Regions from separate parts of the Mus musculus genome. Here region 2 is linked to region 1. Evidence: chromatin contacts called from public Hi-C data. All regions are on one chromosome and are shown on one strand. Each heading gives the region's core, a stretch centred on a gene start, on an enhancer-like site or on the middle of the called end of the contact. The rest is flanking DNA. Distances are from core to core; before and after follow the strand shown.

What was found. Hi-C and Micro-C count contacts between places; a contact is called where the count stands out from the background.
Region 2: a Hi-C map of cortical neurons shows a contact between it and region 1, with 2.2 times the contacts expected there. The contact joins two enhancer-like sites. A contact is called at or near these places in 1 of 484 Hi-C or Micro-C datasets (cortical neurons) and 1 of 9 other capture datasets (embryonic stem cells).

Annotation. Positions count from the first base shown.
Region 1 is chr6:32,468,708-32,475,308 of GRCm38.p6, forward strand. All of the region lies in intron 3 of Plxna4 (plexin A4), which reads right to left. Among named protein-coding and RNA genes, the nearest start is that of Plxna4os1, 39 kb to the right of the region's middle. Within about 2 kb of position 3,099, at least 13 of the 459 cell types and tissues checked have an H3K27ac peak or open chromatin away from gene starts, as enhancers often do. A contact at or near this core is called in cortical neurons, where this site is marked.
Region 2 is chr6:34,191,215-34,197,815 of GRCm38.p6, forward strand. Gm32533 (a long non-coding RNA gene) reads left to right here and starts at 5,968. Exons shown (of 7, transcript XR_377532.4): 1 at 5,968-6,468. Within about 2 kb of position 2,732, at least 25 of the 459 cell types and tissues checked have an H3K27ac peak or open chromatin away from gene starts, as enhancers often do. A contact at or near this core is called in cortical neurons, where this site is marked.

The sequences.
Region 1 (6,601 bases), core at 1,849-4,348:
AATGCAGTGTCACCAAAGGCTCTCTGTGCCTCCGTTATCTTTCCCTTCCTTAACTAGTTAATTTGGAAAAAAAGAATCCCTGCTAATCTCAAATATTAATAACTGTGAGGATGAAAATATATATACATGGAGGGGAGAGGAAAAGAGGAAGGAAGATAGGGAAGAAGACAGGAGGAAGAAGAGAAAGAGAAAGAGAGAGAGAGAGAGAGAGAGAGAGAGAGAGAGAGAGATTTAAACATCTTAGACAAGAGAGCCACATCAGCCCCACCAGAGAGTTATCAGCCCTCTCTCTCCCTGTAAGGCTGAACAAACAGAAAAGAGCTACCAAAGTAGCATAAAGATATCAGGTCTTAAAAATGCATATCACAGGAAATATCTTCAATAAGGTAGAATTATTATAAGGGGAAAAAGGAAGAGAAAAATGTTTAGGAATTTTTCTTATTTGTATTTTGGTTCAAGAGGACTTTTGTTTGAGAAATAAAGTCAAAGTAAACAATGCCAGCAAACGTTGGTTGCCTTTAAAAGGTCAGAGAGTTAGCAGTAGCAGCTCCAAGGTCAGTCTGTTTTGCAATTGGGCTCCCCCAACAGTAGCAATATGTAAATGACATGCAGAGCATATTCAAATGTGAGCTGTCATCTGGCCTCTTCTATCTAGAAGGAAGGACCTGCACCTGGGGAAGGTGTGCAGGTGGCATGAGCTGCTGAAACCACAGCATCCCTAATATAGCAAGCAGCCAAAAACGTGCAAAATTCAGATGTCAATGAGAGCCTGAGGCGAGAGAAGAGAGAGCTGAATGACCAAAACAGGTACAGGGGGCACACAAAGAAGTACCCGAGAAGAGAGTGATGGCTCCTGTCTATACGGAAGGCTGAGGCAGGAAAATTGTTGTGAGGTTGAGGCTAGGCTGCACTACATTGTGAATTCAAGGCCATCATGAGTTTTATTCTCTCTCTCTCTCTCTCTCTCTCTCCCTCCCCCCCCCCCAATACAGTAACAGCACAGAAGAGAAACAATGACAGTTTAACAAGGGTGGTAGTGAAACAAGTGCACGGAAAAGGGAAAAGACACAGCTGCAGACAGGAAGGACACGTTTGAAATGCAATGCACGGGAAATTAAGTCAACCCACATATATATGATGAAATGTGGTTTTGATATCTGAAGAAAGTTCTATAAACCTTCAGACAGAAAGAAACAAGATCACCTACAGAGGGATCAAAGTCCAACTCGCCCCAGGCTTCTCCCCTCTACCCACGGCTCAGGGACTGTAGAGCAATTTCACAAGCTTGAGGGAAGAAAAATACCAAGCTGTGTTTTCATTTACACATGAGGTCAACAGAATGACATTCTCAGACCCCAAGAGCATTTCCTTCATGGGGAGAAAGTGGCTTAATAATAAATGCCAATCTACCAGGAGACAAATCAGAATTAAGAAGCTACAGGTGGGGAATTACAATGTCCTACAGCTATGAGCCATGATACTCTAGTGGAGATGTCAAAAACATGTGGTGGGATTTCAACTACATATGTAGAAATGTCAAAAACAATGCTTGCCATGAGCGACGATTGAAATTATCACAATGTGAGACTACTACTCTGGGCCCTAAAAGCTAGATCAGATTATAAAATTTGGAGAGCAGAGAGAGGAGACAGACATAAAAACACAATGTGAGGTGTGTGGTCTTAACGTGGATGCTGAGGGAATATGGTCTTAGCCGTGCTCTCAAAAACACAAGTGTAACCACGGTGAGGTTAAAATAGGCAACTACTGTTCAAGCCATCAGAAAGGGCGAATGGGAAAAAATGCAGTCAATTCCCATAAGAAAAATGAATGGGGATAAAAGGTAAGTAATAAGCAAGCCAGCCAGAAAAAAACAAATCAGAAGACTTAATGATGAAGAACACAAAAGCAAGATGTATGCTGTGAAATGTCAGCCACTGTGAGAAATCACAGGTTTGAAGGACACTGAGTCACCAGAGGAAATGTTCACAAGAAACCATCAATACATACCTGCATGTGGAATTCCCTGTGGCTGTATTTAAGGTACATTTTCATTGGGGTTGGGGGTGCACAGGAACACACGCAGGATAAATATTATTTTAATATGGTAGAGTTTCAGGCTATTTATTTTTAACTTTTAAAAATTAATGGCACGTGTGTGAATTTGTGTGGGTGCATGCACACAGGGTGTGGGTACACATGCCTGTGCACACACAGAGGCCAGGGGACGCTGTCGGGAGTCCTCTTGGCTGACATGTAGATGTTTGCAGGCTACCTGGCTTCTGTCACAGATTCTGAGATCTAAACTCCAGGCCACATAACTGTACAGAAGGCACTCTTAGAGGAGGAAGCAGTTCTTTAGCCTCTCAGATTATTTTGTTCCATGGTTTGTTTGTTTGTTTGTTTGTTTGGGGTTGTTGTTGTTGTTTTGTACAAACAGTATATATAATGTTATCATTATTTTCAAAAATTGGTTGACATTATAAAAAACCTTTTTAAACTAGCAAGAAATTAAACTGATCTATTTAGGGTAGAAAAGGAAGAGATGGAGAGGTTTCAGAAGATCCTAGCTTCTGGAGTTAGGTTGATGCAGTCAGTGAACACGACTGGACTAGAACTTGGGCCTCTCTTTCTCTTGATGCTTCTAGCAGATTTTCTTGGTTTGAGATTCTCAGAATTCAGGAAGACTCTTCAGAAAGCCTCTGCTTTGTGCTTTGTGAGACATGCTTTCCCCACCAGCAACCTGGAGATATGGGGACTATTTTCAGGTGAAGAAACCAAGGCCAGAGATTTACTTGAGGCCACAGAGCTTGGAAAGAAGGGAAAGTGCCAGGATTGGATCCCAGGTGTCCTGGGCTCAGCCCACATACAACCTCAGGAAGTTAGGGAAATGGCTATGAGTCTCTAATGTGTTCATTCCTCGGCCTGACTTAGGGGGAATACTACCTTGAAGGTTCCTTGTTACCTATTTCAGCTAGACCATAAATGCAAGTAGCCTAGGAGCTAGGGATGTAGCTCAGAGGTAGAGCACATACCTCATAGCATAAGGCTCAAGGTTGAAATCCCTACTGCTACCAAAATAAACAAAAACCACACACAGCCCAGAATCTCTCGCGAAGGCCCAGTGAGCCACACAGCATGTGTGCATCCCACACAGCCAGGCTGTTCCTTCTGGTCTACTTTCAGTAGTTAAAACTGCACTTAAAGTCAGGGCAATTCCCTCCATCCCCACTTCTTTCTCCTGTATCTAAGCAGAACTCAGAACGGAGGCCCAGCAACTTGCCCTGTATGTGTCAGAGGTCTGAATACCTCTCCCAAGAGGCACAGCACTAGAAGGGGGAAAAAAAAAAGAAAAAGAAAGAAAGAAAGAAATCTGTGCTGGCTGTCAGCAAAATGAATAAAATCCTTGTATATGCCTAAAAGGCAGGGGAGGGGGTGGGGAAACTTACCTCTGAATTCAATGTTACTAGGACACAGTTTGCTGTAATAATACCAATTAACATTTCTCCCCCACTTAATAGTTTCTAGTACAGGATAAAAATAGCAATACACGTGGTGCTGAGATGCAAACGATGACAATGGGAATAGATTCAGGAAGAGTCTGCTCTGCCTTACCCTGAGAGGGTTATACGGGAAGCAAGAATATGGGAGATTTAGGAGAGAACAGAGAACCATCTAGAAAACGAAGGCCTTTCATCATCATGCTCCTCTTCTGATCATGCTCCTAACAAAGTGTACCTGCCACACCGTGAAATGTCATCTGACCTGAGCTGAGAGGATTTGATCATGGGTACCCATAGGTGTGCCAGTCCCATGCCCAAGCTTGAGTCAGGGAGCATCGTCTCTCAGTTGAATTCCTTATCTGCAAGGTGAATGAGACCCGTGGCCCTCAATCACACAGCACGGCTCAGCCAGCTAGAGCCTGCCACTCAAATGTATGAGTATGTCCCTGGAGATCTGATGAAAAAAGTGATGCACTTGCCAACTCGACCTTTTTCTCAGCGACTCAAATGATAATGGCCATGAATGAGACCTCATTTTCTGCAGGGTGCATGGAATTCCACTAATACAGGCTTACCATGGTCAAGGTCAGCAGACATTGTTTGTGGTCCCTATGAGAAAACATGTTTGTCAATCATATCTGCCTTACATGGGGATCTTTAGGGAGTTTCTCAGGTAGAAATGGATCTGCTTATGGACAAAGGTCATCAGAAGATCTCTTTTCTCATAGATGGAGATTTTGCTGGGGGAAAGAGTGGCTGGCTTGACTTTAGTTGGAATCACCAAGAGCTGAACCAGCTCCAGCAATCTCATCCACTTCCTATGAGGATGTAATGTGAAGCATTAGAGAAGTCTTCCTCCGCCTTTTCCTCCTTCTTCTCATCATTATCTTCTCTCTATGTGTCCCCCCACTTCCAGGTCATACCTAATAGCACAGACTACAACAACAGCCCTTATATATCTATGGCCTTGCTTGGGTCAAGTATCCTGACAAATAGATTCCTCATCTACAACATGAAACTCAAGGCCCCTAGTTACTATGATATATGCCACTTAGGTACATATCATGAATGAATCTAGGCCACTTACAAGGCAGGTAGGTATGTAATGGTAGGGACTGTGCTGCTTGGGGTCCTCCAAGCTCTATGAGGAACTCAAGGACAAAAGAGAAAGTTCTGAAAACATCTTCCACCTTCCATCTGACCCCTCCATTTGAAATTACACTCATTGGTTCCGTGCCTAGCTTACAGATCAGATGGTACATGAAGGAAGGATTCTCTCTCTAAAAGGTATAATCTTTGTCCTTAAGGCTTGTCAGTGTCATGACCAAAGGATGTCTATAGAAAGAGCACTTTGGTTCCTAACTAGAGAAAAGTCATCCAAGGACCTTCTCAACCCACCCAACTTCTTAACAAAAACTATGTGTGTGTGTAATACCCAGAAGAGGCAACCCTTTCCAGTGAAGCTGGAGTAACCCCCAGAAACTTGTCTACTTTTAAAAAAGCACAGATTTGTGAAGAAAAGGCTAGAGGGAATGGGGATGCTACTTTGGAGATTGAGAGCATGGCATCAAAGAGGCTAGAAAGAACCTGAGTCACAACAGGTCACAGTGCCACCATTGGCTCTGACCTCACCATGGGAACCACCTGGAGGCCAGCACATGGAGAACGTTTTTCAGGCCAGTGTTTCCCCGTGAGAGTGTGTGAGAGAAGGAGCCAGCTACAGCCAAGCAGATGGCGATTCCTAAAGACAGGGAACGTCTGATGTTCTAAGATCTTCTGGTCAGCCCAGTCCAATGGGATGTGATAGGGGCAAGCCTGCGATCTGTATCACACCCTGTGTTTGAACCCTGCCTCCATCACTAAACCCATGTGGCTAATATTTGCAATTTAACCTTACTGGGCCTCCATGTCCTCAAAGGCATGTGGCACTAACAAGTGTATCTACTTAGTAAGTTTGTTCTGAGCACAGAGAAAGTTAATATATGCAAATCATCCAAAGCAGTGTGCATAATTAGTAAGACCAAAACACATGTTGATCACAGAGGTCAGATTACCCTTTTTCAAGGAGGTCCTTTTGGGGGTTCAGCCCTGCTAATTAAGGTTGGGAGGAAATAAGTGAACTTGCTAGGATAGCAGAGAGGGTACGCACAGTACCCCAAAATGTCTCTCCCTCTGAGGGTAATGCAGGACTATAGATGCAATTGCCCATTCACAGCTTCCTGGGTCTCCTGGGTTACCCGGAGACTACTGTTGTGGAAACCACTTGTCAGAGATGCTTTTTAACTTCTTAGACAAACACTCACCATCCTTGCCTCTTAGTTGGCCTTAGTTTTCATCTTTAACAGCTTCTTGCCAAGTAAGACACGCATGCTTCCTTGACACAGGGTGAAGACATGAGACAGCCTGAGAAGATTTTGGTGTGCAAGAGTTGGCAAACTCCTGTGTCAGCAAGGAATCAGCTATTATAGTGTCTCTGCCCATCCATCCCACAACTCTTCAGGGAAGCTGGTCTTGGGGCAAAGCAAGGTAGGAGGGGAAGAGACTACAATGCACATGCCATAGTAGGGGGAGGGGGCATTCCTTTTGAAAACTGAACCAGCCACACTCTCTTCTAAGCAAAAGCTACACAAAATCTCAGGTTCTTCCCCACCCTGAGGCCAAATTCATTTGCTTTCTCCTGCAAGGTGCACGTGAACAACTGTGGTTATAGAATGGCCCTGTTTCAGATAACTTCGCTCCTTGAGTCTGTGACTCCTAAACCTGGATCAGTTACACTCCCCAAGACTCCCTGGGAGGTAAGATTCCCAGACATGTGTTCTGGACTTCAAGACAGTGGGAAGAATTAACACAGAGAGCAACAAAGGTCTGGAAAGCCCATGGTCTGGAAAGATTCTGGATTCAGGGACACAGACTCTAAGCCAAGTTCCATGAGCACTTAAGAGATAAGAGACTGTCCACGTAGGTGGCATGAGAGAGGGTTGTTTGGGACTTTCTAATACTTCAAATATCGTTTTTATTAACAACAGTGATGACCAAGTAGTGGCATACACTATTTGGGGGTCACTAGAAGTATGGCTTCTTGGCTATGGGATCCTCAA
Region 2 (6,601 bases), core at 1,482-3,981, 1.7 Mb after region 1:
CATACTTCTGCCGTTCCTGAGTTTTGTGCATTTCTCTCATTAGCTAATAGGCAGAGATACATTTTTTAAACACAAATATTTTTCCTTAATCTGTCTTGGAAACTGTTCCATATTAGCCTGGTGATGGTTCCATATTAGCCTGGTGATGGTGCCACCAGCTCCTTTGGCTTTCTAGACATCATCTTACCGTGTAGCCTTAGCTGGAACTTGCTGTGTGAACCAGACTAGGCTTGAATTGCAGCAAATCTTCTGGCAAGCCTCCTACCGACCTCTGTCTGCTGTGTGCTGGGATAACGGATGTGAGCCACCACACCAGGTCCCGCGTTTCTCTTCTTAACATCTGAAAGTGTTCGGTTCGTGGACGTGGCATCTTCTATTCAGCCACATCCAAGGTCTATTCTCTTGGATGTTTAGGCTCCCCAGTGTCTTGCCATAATGAATGCCAATATGTTGAATAGCACTGTATTCTTAAGCAAACTAAATGGGTGTGTCACCAGAAAATTTGGAGAATCCCAACTCAGCCTCCAAATGATACCAGGAAAGTGAGGGTCCCTTTTTGAGATTCTTAGTCTCATTAGTAACAGAGTTTAAGAATAGACTCTAATGGAAGATTGAGCCCAATTTATTAGAGTCTAAAAGGAAAAGCCTAGAGCAGGTAAACTGTCAATCTCACAGTTGCCTAGAGGTGGGGGGAGGGAGGGGAACGGAGGCATAGTATGGAAAAGAGAAGGAAAACAACAACAACCATATTGTTTGAAAAGAGGGGAACAGAGGTCAGTCACATGGTTGGAGGGGAGCTTTAGAGAAAGAGTAAGGAAGCCCAGAGTTGTGGAAAGCCGGTACGTGCTGCGAGCAATCGCATGTGTGCCGCCAGTAATCTCTGAGGAGAGCTGTGTGTGCCGCGAGCAATCGCCATTATAAGATGGCGTGGGCCTCCGCTGTGCCTAACTAGTAAACAAGCTTTGTACGCAGGTGCAAGAGTGAATTCACTCCTAGTCACTCCCATTCTCGGGGTGTAATAGTGGGGTGATGGGCAAGCAACGAATCGGGAGCTGTCACGCCATATCAGGTGCTGAAACGTCACGCTGCGGGTTATAAAAGCAGCGCCATTTTCCCGGTTCGGAATCTTCCTGAGAAGCAAGCAATAAAGCTTTTGCCGCGGAAGATTCTGGTTTGTTGCGTCTTTCTTGCCGGTCGAGCGGGACGCAATACAGAGTATTGAGGAGACCACAGTGGGCTCTGACCAGCATCCGAAAGAAAAAGACAGACGAGATGGGTGGGGTGGGGGAAGTGGGGATGGGAGTGGGGTGCAGACCCACAGGAACCTCACAGGGGCTCACAGGGTTGCCCCTAGTGTGGCAAAAATTCTGGGAAGAAAATCTATGTTATCCTCAGAGGAACCCTCCCACCTAGGGGGCGTTTCTGCCTTGTTAGATTAACTGGAGAAAAGGTCACTCCTCCACCTAGAGATAGAGTCCCGTGTTTTATTACAGCAGGGAGACAGCAAGCCATTTGTTAGCGGTAAAGCTAAGCGAAGTTAATCACCTCACCTATGTTTGTGTTCCTCACAAGTGTTAATAGCATTAATTCTCTCTCCTCTCTCCCTGCCCTTCTCCCTCTCCCTCTTCCCCTCACCCCCGTATGTGTGTGTGTCTGTGTGTATACATGTGTGGGCATATGGTGTGTGTGAGTGCACACATGTACCGCGGCATACTTGTGGAGGTCAGTGGCCAGCTCCAGGTGCCTGGATTCCACCTTGCTTGAAACACAGTCTCTTGTTCCCGCTCTGCAGGCCTGGCTAGCTGGCCTGAGTTTTGGTGGAGTCTTACTCTGTCTCTCATCCCTCAGTAGGAGGATGCTGGGAATGTGTGCTACCTTGTCTGTTTTTTTCCATGGGTTCTGGACATTGGAACTCAGGTCGTCATACAGGCATGGTAAACACTCTGCCCACAGAGCCATCTTCCCAGGCCAGCAATAACTTTCAAAGATTCTCAAGGCCAAGTGTAAGGGAGTAGATACTTTACCCAAGACAGGAGTGGTGGCAGCTGCCTTTGACCCCAGCACTCAGCAGGCAGAGGCAGGAGGATCTCTTTGAGTCTGAAGACAGCCTGAGCCACGTAGAGAAAGCCTATCTCAAAAAGAAAAAAAAATTAGTCTTGGAGCTGGAGAGTTGGCTCAGTGATTAAGAGCTCTTACTGTTCTTGCAGGTTCAAGGCCCAGCTCTGTGACTTCTGGAAAACCACCCATATATACAAAATAATAAAATAAATCTTTAGAAAATATAAAAAACAACAACAAAGCAATAGTTTAATACTTGTGCACAACAAAATATAACACACTATATACCATAAAATTGCGATTATATACCATCAAAATGATTCTTTAAAGATTGAATGCCACTAGCAACGAGCTCATGCTAACTGAGGAAGAGTTTCCCGATCATAAATCTATTTTAGAACTGAAATTCATTGTACTGAAATCACCCTGAGTGAAAACACCCACACCCTCACCTGTTTGAGCGAATATTCAGTACACTGAGCACAGCTGAGTATGTTGCGTACTCACCTCGGGCAGTTTTGGGCATCCGTTATTAGTGGGGTGGTCCTTACTAGGCTATTCAACCAAGCACCCCAGACCACAAGCCCCCATTCTTCCAGGAAGCCTGCACTGCTGGATGGTGACCCATTCATGCTCCACCACTGCCCTCTAGTGTCTGGTATGCAATCCCAGCCTAGCATTTACCAGTTTTCTCAGCACAGCTAATGCTCTCTCCATGAGAGCAAGGATGACATTCTGCCCCTGTGTGTGCTCAGCTCCCATCATAATGCCTAACTGAGATGCTCACACATAAACATCTGTATTGTGAATTCATCTCTAACCAAGCAAACGCAGGGAACGGATAGATTCCTAGGTTCCATCATTAAGTTCTTCTAACCCTCTCTGTACCTTTTATTTTTGTCATGTCTCACGCTATTGCTGTGTTTATTATGTTTATCCTCTTGGCCTCTGGCCATCGTCCTTTCTATCTCTCTGCAGCCTGAGCACGTAAGACGGAACTTCAAAATAAGTGAGGGGCAGAGGTCTCCATGGCGTGTGTCTATAGCTTTAGTGATAATCTTTCTTGACAGGCAGGCTGGAAATTCAAAGGCATATTTTGTTTCCCTTTCAGCTCCTGCCTTCTGAATTGAGTTGTAAGTCTGGTGAAAAAGTTACTGCTATTTTGTATGTCTGCAAATCTCACGAAAAGTCTGGCTATGTGGCCAGCCCAAGCATAGGAAATAGAGGGATGTACATTACAGTGTAAGAAATTAATGCACGTTTATTGAAAGGCATAAGAATGGCCCAGAGCATGCCACCATTGGCTTTAGTAATGCTGGCAGAGGTGTAAGCCCTTGTTCTGGCCCTTCTGCACAGCTTACACCCCCTCGGGAGGGATTGTTCATGCACTATCGAGTTTATGGATGGAGACGGTGAGGCTTACAGGGATCAGCAGCTTTCCAAACCTGGCAGCAGGTTGTGAAACTTTCGAAAACCCAGATCTGTTTGATTCCAGTGGCTACATTCATGACAGTTCTAACTGCTGGCCCAAGCGGCCCCTGGCCTCATCATGGCTGAGACTGTCACCCAGGAATCTGGCAAGACTCCTCAATGCACTCCAGCTTGTGGGCTGGTCCCCACCTCCTGCTCTTTCTTGGACAAACTGCTCTCAAGCCATGCTGGGTTCCTTTTGTGACAGCGCCATCTTGGCTGGGAAGACTGGGCTTCTTCTTTCTTTTAATTCTGTGCTTACTATGTTCCTTCCTCGGGGAAGGTCTTTCCTGAGCACCTGAAGTCAGCCTGCTCTGATTTCTTAAAAATGACATTGATAGTCTTAAAAAAAAAACTTTATTCATTTTTATTTTAAATATATATGAGAGTTTCTCTGCATGTAAGTGTACCATGCAGTGCTTATAGACACCAGAAGAGGGCAGCAGATCTCCTGGAATTGAAATGGGAGGCAATTGTGAGCTGTTGTGTGGGTGCTGGGAACAGAACCTGGACCTCTGCTAGAGCCACAGATGATGTTAACCAACAAGTTGTTTCTCCAGGCCCAACCCAATTCTTTTAATTAGTTCTTATGGATAGTCTCTCCCATTTGGTAGTAAGTACCAGTAATTTGGGGTGCACTTCTTATGCCCAAACCTGTGCCTGGCACACCACACCCAGTATCTCCCTGTGCTAGCACATTCATTCCTTTATTATATGTCAAAATTCTTAAAGCTGACATGTGTTGAACAGCACTCCCATGCTTGGACCATGCCAGATATTTTGCACTGTGGTTGCATTTATTAGTCTGCCCTGGCCATATGAGATATATTGGATATATGGTATATATGGTATATATAGGATATATGTGTGTGTGTATATATACATATAAATAACATTACATTATATATACAATATATACCCCATATACCACATATATTGTATATTTTATTTTATATACATATACATTATATACATATACATATTTATGTATAAAACAAAGCTAAGGAACATTCTTCCCCCGCCCCCAGTATGAGAGGCTGAGCAGAGTCGGAACCACGTAACCCATCTTGCTCCCTGACTTGATTTTTCCTACAGAGCTCTCCGAGTCTTCTGAGTTCTTTGTGACAAATATTGTCTCCTCTTTTTTTGCACTGATGGCATTTTGATAAGTTATTACAGACAGCGACAAAACTGGATGTGGGGCTTTTCAGTGCGACCTCCTAAGGGCCAGGCCAGGCGATTACATAACCCGAAGGTTTTATTCGGGGCCCTTCAGATCTCTTACTCTGACAGACGGCTTGTCAGGAATAAGTAACTTGGGGTGCGAAACGGCAACTGCGTGTTCCAGCCCACTTTCCGGTCATGGAAAAGCCTCCCACAGATTTTTGCTGATGTGCCATCAGGATTTTTGGTTTTCACATGTAGCGTTTGTAACTGCCATCCTTGAGCTGTTCGCTAGCTGCGGGTGACATCAGGGTGCTCTGGGCAGGCAGGTATCAGTGTCCCCAAGCCTTGGTAGAATCTGCTCATGAGGCAGGGAAGCCAGCAGGCACGCCACAAACCCACCTTGCCCTCCCCTTCTCTCCTTCTTTGAGGGAGGGTAGAGGGAAGCAGTTCACCGCAAATGAAAAGAACTCAGAATTAATATTGACTCCAACTCCCACAAGGCATCAATGTGGTGGTCGGGATTTTTATTAAAAATGAAAATTTGCAGAGACTAGAAAGCCTCACAGAGGCTGGGGAGAAGGGGAAAGGGAGGAGAACGGAAGATGCTGATCAAAGAGTACAAAGTTTCAGCTAGAATAAAAAATAATAACTTTTAGTGGCCTGTTGTAATGCCTGTTAATAATTCTGAATTTATTATGTATTTCAAATTTGCCAAAAGAATAAAATTATAATAGTCTCACCCTAAAGAGGTGATAAAGGCTTCAGATAATAGATACACAAACTACTCTGATGTGCTAGGTATGTACACATATACAAAAGAATCACACTGTCCCCCATAAATATGAGCAATGGTTACAGCTCATTAAATACAAAATAAATAAAAACCTGGGAAGCCAGTGAGTTGACGAGCTGATAGATATGCTAATTAGCTTGATTGACTCTGTAATGTACGCATGAAGCTCTCACATTTTACCCTATAAATAAACACGATGACCTGTCAGTTAAAAATAAAAAAATATATATACATATTTCCCCCACACACAAAGAAACGTTTTGGCATCTATTGACTAGCAAACCCTTCAGTTTCTCTAAATTTGTTCCTAGTTTCTTTCTTGCCCCAAACACCCACAGTTTCATGAAGCAGGGTGGGAAGTGTTACTTGGGCCGCTTTGTTTTTTGGAAAGCAGACAGTGAATGTGTCACCTGGGGAAAGGGAGACGCCCCCAAGGAGCCAAGTTTTAACCAAACAGTCAGGAGGAGGACCCAAAACGGAATGAACTAGTTCAGTGCAGTCATGCCAGTGCAGGAAACCTGGAGGCACTTGCAGAGACCCACCCGGGAAGTCATTATTCAAAAGTCACAGTTGTCACAGAATGAGAAGCTCAGAGAGACTGATGGTAAAGCCAAGGTCGGGTACAGAGGAGTCCCTTTCCCTCTGTTTAAAAGCCTTCATTGAACTCTTTATGCACTTATAGGAAAGAAAACCCCAAGCTTCCTTCCCTGCCCTTTACCCAGATTCCAGACCTACTGCTCAAGACCCACTGCTCACCGCCTGCACCTGGACCTCCATGCACGCTGCCCCTCCGTGGCTGGTCCCTCTGCCTGGGCTGTTCTTTCCATGCCCACCTCTCTTCCAGTGTCCATCATGCTTCCTTTCTTCTAGGATCCTCCCCATGAAGCTCCCGTGCTGTGTCTCTGGGTGTCCTTGGAGCTTCTCCTGGCTGCCTTGCTCATAGTTCATACCCTTTTGGATAAACTGAGGACAACTCCAGGGTAAGAGTTCTGTACTGCTCCCTCAGTGCCTAACATAATAAGTGATTTATCAGAGACTCAATATAAACTGAATGAATGAATGAATGAATGACCCTGTGTAGGCCTGTAGTAACATAGGCATGGGAGAGCCTGG